2 separate regions of the Danio rerio genome follow, and region 1 is linked to region 2. Evidence: chromatin contacts called from public Hi-C data. All regions are on one chromosome and are shown on one strand. The core of a region is the stretch at or near the end of the contact, and the rest is flanking DNA. Distances in the headings are between cores, read along the strand shown. Region 1 holds the start of lpcat3 (lysophosphatidylcholine acyltransferase 3). Region 2 holds the start of usp5 (ubiquitin specific peptidase 5 (isopeptidase T)).

Region 1 (4,460 bases), core at 1,722-4,221, 250 kb after region 2:
TTTTGTTTTATAGTGAACCAACTTTTATTCTTTTGATTAGCATTATTTCTTTTGGGTTGTGCAGTTTAATTGACAGAATTTCTACAAAAGTATTTTTTGTATTGTAAACCTGCAGACTTTTTAGGTCACATTCATAACGCATGTTTATTTCCCTCATACGCATGGGACAATAAATCATTTTTAAGGTTTAACCCGGTCTGGGATAGTCAAGGTTTTAAAACTGCAAAAAAAAATTGCTATACCATTCCTATGGTATATATAAGATTTTTGTTTTTACGTTTTTTATTTTATTTTTGTTTTTTAGGAAAACAGTATCTCCAAAGATGTTGTTTTAAATTGTAAAGAAATCTGTAATTCATTTAAATTCTTTAGCCTGACATGTTTATTGTTCCTAAATCTTTTAAATGTTTCTCAAAATAAAATATATTGTGTTCAAATGGGGAAAATGTGTTGTTGTTTTTACCCAGACATTTAAAAAGAATATATTTTAGAGCAGTAATCACAATACTGTGAAACCGTGATATTTTGATACAAGGTTATCATAATATTAGAATCATATACCGGCCCATGCCTATTCCCTCATTTAAAATAAAAAAAAAAGTTTAGAGGTTGACATTTTTCTGATCCCATAACTCTGTAATTAGTTGTTTTAGGAAACATAAACAGATGTTTTAATGTAATGTTAACAGACTTTCTATGTAAATTTTATGTTTTGAGTTTTTACTGCAAATGTCACATCCATAATGCTGGAACTGCTCTTATTATTCATCATTCATTCATTTTTTCTTTAGCTTAGTAACTTTGTTTATCAGTGTCGCCACAGCAGAAAGAACCGCCAACTTATCCAGCACGTTTTACACAGTGATACCCTTCCAGCTGCAGCCCAGTGCTAGGAAAACACCCATACAAACTTATTCACACACATACACTAAGGCCAATTGTTTAATCAATTCACCTATAGCTCATGTCTTTGGACATGTGGGGGAAACCGGAACACCCAACCCACGCAAACACGGGCAGAACATGCAAACTCCACACAGAAATGCCAACTGACCAAGCCAGGGCTTGAACCAGTGAACTTCTTACTGTGAGGTGACAGTACTAACCACTAAGTGACCGTGCCACTCCTGAAAAGAACATTAGTTGAATGTTATCTAAATGATAAAAGACAATATAAAAGCTCTACCCTGATTAAAAACAATGCATTTTACTTGTCCTAATTCAATGTAAAAGAAGTAGTAATGCAACGACTAACTGATTTCCCTACTAACCGTGATTTAATTCGTCACGGTAAATTAATCTAAAAGCTTCTCAACACTGTATTTCTGCACGGAACAAACATGCCGCAACTTATTTCTATTTCAACTAGGCGTGATTTCTAGGCACGCCTAGTTGAAAGAATGCCGTGAACGCAGCGTGACAAAAACTGGAATAATCAGCTTGATACTTTGTATGGAATAGACACATTTCTACACCAAAGAGGAAAAAAATTATGAAAAATACCAAACAATTTTGTAATATAGATCAAAAGTGCCTTTCAGAGAGTGGTTCAGCAGCCATTTGTTCCCTTAAAAAGACAAATACTTAGCTAATATGTAGCTTAGATTTACATTGATTTATTTATGCATTGTTCTGTTATTTGTTTTCAGTGTGAAATTATTCCTTATTTTCAAATGCCAAAAACTTTTTTCACTTATGTTAAAGTGCAAAGAGAAATGGACTACTGTTTGTGTTTTAATTTAATTTTGTGCTTTATTAATTGGTTACTAAGCAGCAATAAACAACACTTTAACATTTATGGAGTTTGCATGTGATTTACAAGTAGTGTTTTGAAATTAAAATTTCATAATAATCGTGATAACCATGATTATTCCTCAGACTATAATCGTGCTGCCAAAATCTATAATCGTTGAATCCTTAAAAACAAGTTTGCAGAAAATCGTCTGTTCAAAAAACAAAAACAAAGCCGTCCTTGATTACATTTTTGCCAGTAGATTATTAACGAACACTGCTTCATTGACAAATGAGTCAAACAAAATAAACACTAGAAAAGCCTTTACAATGATCCATTCACATGAAAAACATCACAAACACACACATTTACACACATCAGCAATGTACCAGTGAATTCACAGGAATTATGCAAATGAGCAAACAGACTCGGGTGTCCCAAATGTCATTCATCTGGTTGAAGTGGAAGAACAGGCCACTGAAATTCACCTGGCCAAAGTCCAGATCAGCCTGCTATCTGCCCTCACACCCCCTGCTCTTATCAACGAGTCACCTGAGACCTTCAAAACCCAACTCATTTTGCATTGAAACCCTACATCCAACCGCAGGTCCAGCAAACCAAAACACAGTTGCACAGCGAGAAGTCAGCTGTCAGAATGAGTTCAACTAGTTGCCTGGCAGTTAGTTGTGAGTGCAGTTAACCATGAAATCTCGCCTGGCATGTAGGTCACCCTAATCGACCTCTGTTTTTTTTGGCTGGAGCCGTTGTGAAAGGAGAAAGCTGGAGCTGGCACTGCGTTTTTAGAGTTGCTGGAGGCAGGTTGGCCAGCTGTGTGACCTGAGCACACTTTACACCTAACATTTACTGTCCACGTTTCCAGCGGTTCCCAGCAGAACTCGGCACTTCTTCTTTACGTAGAGCCGAAAAGTCCGCACACGTGCGCCGTTCACTTACCTATTAAGATGGACAAAATCAGCCGAACGGCCGGTTCGGGTGAATCTAAATATTCGGCTAATTTCTCCATGAAGGGAGCCGCCATCTTTAGTGTGGGCGGAAGTAGCTGCGCTCGGGTTTCCGCGAGTGTGTGGCCTCGTGAGACTCCGCGCAGCCCTTTACTCCGTCCGTCCCGCTACTCCTCCTCTCGCCACCTCTCACACCATTCAGTGAGAACCCGGCGACCTTCACTCTCTAATGTCGCAAACGCCTTTTTTGCGCAACACTCGTACCATTTCAGTTCATCGCCGAACATCTGAAAGAGCCGCGAAATCAGAGTCACGTGATTTAACGGACATTCAGGAAAAAAAATATTATTAATGTAAGTAACATATCTAATAATATAGCTGATAATGAAATACACAATCTGAAGAACTGGTTATTTTGACAGTAAAGTCTGTGCTGTATTTGACTTTAATGATAAAGGCGTTATCACACTTCCCTCTAGTGTTGGTGCTCCTCCTGGCAGCTGCACTGATCTAATCCTCTTCTGCATGCTCCACATGCTGCGAACTGTCAGTGCATTGTTTCGCGGCATTCACAAATGTTCAGATTTCGTTTTATTGTTTTGATCTTACAACTGTTGCAAACTAGAATTATTTCAATCTTCGAAATGTGCTTTTATATCGCATATTTTGTTCATTTACTTTTTCGTTCGTTTAGTTCGTCTTAAAACTGTTATGTACATTAACCCTTTAACTGTCTGTTCTACCAAACGTTTGACCATATTTTGACTATTTTAAATAATGATTGTTAAAGTCATTTACAGAAAGACTGTTTTAAATAGTGGTTTACACACACGGCATTGTTGGTTGTTAAAAAAATCAAGCAAACATAATCATGTTGCACTACTACACTTGATTTGGATTATTGTAAAAATAATGAAATATTTTATGTCATACTTCAGAAAATAAAGATGATTTAGGCTTCAAAAATGTTTTATTTTGACTGTATTTTTAAATAAATTGGATTTTTTTTGGTCTTTTTCATAGTATATTTATTAATTTCTGTACTTTTACCATAAACATGCATATTAACTATTTTGTTAAAAAAATACTAATTCTTGGTTGGCAGTTAAAGGTTTAACACACACTTTTTTAAAACACAAACACACACACACACACACACATTATATATATATATATATATATATATATATATATATATATATATATATATATATATATATATATATATATATATATATATATGAACTTTTTTTGCATATTTCATTTCTGTGCACACGTATACAGGCCTGATTTAATCCGAAATATTGAATTAATGTTATTATTTTCATTTTATTTTTGTCCTTTTCCTTTTACATTATGATAAATCTGTAATAAAAAAAAATATTGACTGTTTTTCTTTTCTTAAAATGGCTTAACTTGAAGTGCTGTAAAAGAACTTGAAAAAAAAAAAAACTTTTTTTAAGATACTTTATGAAATGTTGCCAAATGGCTACACCGTCCAACAGTGGATCCAACTTAGAAATTTCAAATTTAAAACTTTCCTAATCTTTTTTTTGTTTGAAATAATTGAATTGGTGTTGCAGCATTATGAGCTTTAACACAGAACTTATAAATGACGCAACTCATACATACTTTATACCACAACTCATATTCCAACAGCTTTCATTTATTCCATTCTTTTTTGCTGAACATTGAAAACAATCCTAATATGGTATTATCATGTATCCAACATACAGTAAATATAAATATTTTCTCCAGTAAATATT
Region 2 (4,632 bases), core at 848-3,347:
TCGAGCAGCCCTACAACCGTCACAGTTATTAAAGTCTACAACTTCTCCATATCTAAACCCAACCATCACACTTATTATGTATTACCTACTCCACTGTGCAGGTAAAGCTGCGAGTTGCAAAGCATTCATAATTGCTTTTGATGGGCTCACCATTGTACTGTTAGTAACATCAGGGAGCAACACCAAGTAGGTTAACTGTCATAAGAAAACGGATGAAGTCAGCGAGTGGAGTTGCTAAATGAATTATTATATCAAATGATTAGGTTATGAATAAATTTGGAGAAAACGCATGAAAACTTCTGCTGAAAATCTCTGGAAAGTATTTCCACCATCTTGCCAACAACATCTCGTATGGTTCAATGGGATAACTGCAAAATATGCCTCTACTACTTGCAGTTCACAGACAGATAGACTGTTTCTCAATATGCGTTCCTGTGTCCTCATGTAACGTCATCATCAACTGCCAAAGTTCACTTCTAAAACTTAAGACCGCAAGAACAGAGCATACGTAAATGTTCCCGGATGTATTCTTGAAATCAAGGATGCATCGATGCAGACTTTAGTGGAAAACTCGCTTGAGAAGTCCCAGAAGTCATTGCAGCTGAATAAAGAACAGCATCCTTTAGTGACCAGCATCAGGAAGAACGCAGCATCTCATTTCTCATAGGACACATTCTGTGTTTTCTCGGTCTCCAGAGTTCGTTCTTCTGAGGTGACCTGGCAAGACGAGAGGGTGCTCCCTGCAGAGCCATTTGAGCAGAGCTGAGCTGAGCTCCAGCGAGGGGGAGCATGAGCTCTCGCTCTGCCTCCTGAAAGCTGTTTTAATGCGTACACCAACCCCACCCCTAACCCCACCCCCAGTGACATCACTCGTAGAAGAAGTGCAAAAAAGGTGGAGCTCAAGCTCAAGCTCCCCCTCGCTGGAGCTCAGCTCGCCCAAATGGCTCTGCAGCGAGCACCACTTGGGCAAGACCGGTCTCCACAAGAACGCCAGTCCGTTGTCTGTGTTCTTGGAATTGAGAAACAGCCATACACTTGAACTGATGTTCTATTTGCCCTGGCCAATCTAAAATAATTTGAACCAATGGCATGTGTTTGGGGCGGAAATATCTGTTTGGCTAGCCAATGAAATCTGGAGGAGTGTTCAGGAAACCTGTCTGACACCAATATTATACAACTCCGTTTGTTGACTTTATGGTAGCTTTAAATAGTTACGAACATTTACTTAAACAATGTTTGCACGAATGAGGATTCGCATTGTCTTTCCTTTTTAAGCTTACCTGTGTTTTCCGGGTCCGGGTGATGTGCAGGTAAGCTCTCTGACCAGTTTTGGCATGGTGTCGGTCCACGTATTTACTCCCAAATCCGAGAAAGCTGTTCATGCAGACATACAAGCCCCCCTCACTCTCCTAAAACAATTGAAAAGAGTTGTTTTAGCAAAACACCGTGGGTCAGCAACACGCGCTCAGCGAGCCTGTCTCGCGCGCGCGCACAACAAAACAACATTCACGCGCATGATACAGACTTCTCAAGAAGACAAACCAGCATATAGCTGGGGTTTAGCCTTATAATTAGCTCTCAGATAGCTGAAGTGGTTATTTAAAAGTTGCAGGAAGGTAAATGAATGGTTTATTCGGGGTGTGACCCAAAGAGTGCAGAGTCAACAGTGCGGTGATGACTCGCCTGACATAATGAAGGGAAAATAGTGCAAACTTATCAACTGAATGAGCGAGAGTTAGCCAACATTCGGCTTTACGAAAACAAAACTAATTCAGCAGCCTTATGCAAACAAAAATGCCCGGAGTGAAGATGAGTGTGCGGTTGCTGGACTCACCGGGCTGGAGAAGGAGAAAGCGCACTCGTCTTTGTGAACACGATCCCCGGGCCTCGGAACCCGAATCGCGGACAGAACCGACATCAATATCTCGCTAACCTCCGTCATCTCTGCCTCAACAGGAATTGCCTTCTTTCCTACGCACACTTGCCCGCCTGGATTTTCTTTGGCCCCCGCTCCTGAAGTCTCTGACAGCCCCCTTGTTTCTATGATTCCCCTCAATGAAAAGCTGCTGCTGATGATCCAGTGTGTTCATTCGAGGCCAGGGGCGCTGCACACACTCGCACTGCACTCATCACAGCCGCAAGTGTTTCACCGTAAACACTCAAATAGAGCGCCTTATATTTTGTTCAACAACCCTGAATATATTTGACCACCAAAACGCAACTGTGCACATTCGTGTAAGGTATTTCTTACAATAGTTTACAATTTATGGTGTAGCAGATACGTTTATAGTACTTTATCAGTAAAGGTGAATTTTAACGGCATTCTGATTTCTTGTGTGTTTTGTGTATTACGGTAATACGGCAGCCATGACAGTTGTCAAAATGAGAAAGCGGAAATTTTGAGCTCATGTAAATAAGAATACCGACCTCGTGCGGCTCGGAGTGAAAGTGCACAACCAGCTTACAGTTTTTACACAAAAAGCCCGTTGTGTGAATCAAATTTTAAATGACCTAGACAAGTTTTCTAAATCCTTCCAGCAAAACTTTAAACAAATCCAGATTCTCTTAGCCACAGATTGCAAATTTCATGCACTCTTTATGCACAATTAAGCAGTTCTTTCACTCACTAAATCCACTGTACGCTGTTATATAGGCCACTTGTGTTGCAAAACAGCAAACACAAGCAGCTCAACACTAAACAGTTGGAATTTTTTACACACAACAACTAAAAATTGTTAAAATTTGTTTTTAATGGGTGTGAAACCAGCTGTTGAAAACATGAGGCAGGTAAACTACATAAAATAAAAAATGTAGTTGAGCCCGACTGTATAAGGTAGAATTAATCCATCATTGACTGAAGTTTCATGACTTTGACCGTAACAAGCCTTTTTAAAATTCTGTCTTTGACTAGTGCTTGACTTGACTTTATTTTTTGCATGCAAGTGCTAAACACAAACATTCAGTAATATGCAATCTGTGCTATACACTTGTCATCGGTCACTTTATTAGGTACACCTATTCAAGTACTTGTTAACGCAAATTTCTAATCAGCCAATCACATGGCAGCAACTCCATGCATTTAGGCATGTAGACATGGTCAAGACGAGCTGCAGTTCAAATCCTGCATCAGAATGTGGAAGAAAGGTGATTTAAGTGACTTTAAACGTGGCATGGTTATTGGTGCCAGGCTGGCCTGAGTATTACAGAAACTGCTGATCTACTACAATATTCACGCACAACTATCTCTAGTTTTTACAGAGAATGATCCAAAAATGATTAAATATCCAGTGAGCAGCAGTTCTGTGGGCACAAATGTCTTGTGATGCCAGAGGTCAGAGGAGAATGGCCAGACTGGTTCCAGCTGATGGGACGGCAACAGTAACTGAAATATACAATTGAGGTAGGTAGAAGAGCCTCTCTAAATGCAGAACACGTCCAACCGTGAGACAGATGGGCTACAGTAGCAGAAGACCACACCAGGTGCCACTCCTGTCAGCTAAGAACAGGAAACTGAGGCTACAATTTTCACAGGCTCACCAAAATTGCACGACAAAAGATTGGACATTGAAACGTTGCCTGATCTGACGAGTCTTGATATCTGCTGCAACATTCAGATTGTAGGGTCAGAATTTGGCATCAACAACATGAAAGCATGGATCTATCCTCCCTTGTATTAATGGTTCAGGCTGGTGCTGGTGGTGTAATAGTGTGGGGGATATTTTCTTGGCACACTTTGGGCCCATTAGTACCTACTGAGCATCAAGTCAACGCCACAGCCTACCTGAGTATTATTGCTGACCATGTCCATCCCTTTATCCATCCTTTAATCCAATAGAGCACTTTTGGGATGTAGTGGAATGGGAGATTTACATCATGGATGTGCAGCTGACAAAGCTGCAGCAACTGTGTGATCCTATTATATCAATATGGACCAAAATCTCTAAGGAATAATTCCAGTACCTTGTTAAATCTATGCCAAGGAGGATTAAGGCAGTTCTGAAGGCAAAAGGGAGTTCAACCCGGTACTAGTAAGGTGTACCTAATAAAGTGGCCAGTGAGTGTATACACAGTATATATAGTACTAATTAACTGATTATTTTATTGCACTAAATGTATATAATGCATGTTTTTTTTATTTGAACTGACCTAAATAAGATATTTCACAAAAAAAATATTATAATCGAAGAGGAAATAGCTGAATTTATATTAAAATTACTCTGTTCAACTTCATCTTGTGTTTTTACCCTGATGACCCACAGTTTTTTGTTTGTTGTTTTTCATGAGTTTCTTGTCCACTTTTCTCCAAAAAAAATCCTTAAGTTCCCACATATGCTTTGCCTTTTAGAATTTTCTTTCTATGATTACACAAGAACCGGCTAGAAAGCCAAACCAAGAATGACCCATTGAATAACTGCAATATGACCAAAACTATTGTCCTGTATTTATCCAGTTCACTGTCATACAATCCATTTAAGCAATTCCACATAAGGCAGACTATATATCACTCAATATGTTTGAAAAGTTTATGCACTAGATTTTAGAAGAATATTCATTAATCTTCTAGCTAAAATGGTAATAACCTCTTTTTTATATCAAGCATGTATTTCATCATGTGACTTTGGTTTAGGAATT

The links. A called contact is a pair of places that touch in the nucleus more often than the background predicts.
Region 1: a Hi-C map of hematopoietic stem cells shows a contact between it and region 2, with 4 times the contacts expected there. The contact joins the promoter of lpcat3 here to the promoter of usp5 in region 2. A contact is called at or near these places in 3 of 18 Hi-C or Micro-C datasets (caudal fin, hematopoietic stem cells and an unstated tissue) and 1 of 4 datasets of contacts at active chromatin or transcription factors (embryo).

Annotation. Positions count from the first base shown.
Region 1 is chr16:12,580,773-12,585,232 of GRCz12tu, forward strand. lpcat3 (lysophosphatidylcholine acyltransferase 3) reads right to left here and starts at 2,972. Exons shown (of 13, transcript NM_001316738.1): 1 at 2,687-2,972. The coding sequence starts at 2,771.
Region 2 is chr16:12,332,730-12,337,361 of GRCz12tu, forward strand. It overlaps usp5 (ubiquitin specific peptidase 5 (isopeptidase T)), which reads right to left and starts at 2,098. Exons shown (of 20, transcript NM_214755.2): 1 at 1,835-2,098; 2 at 1,281-1,409. The coding sequence starts at 1,942.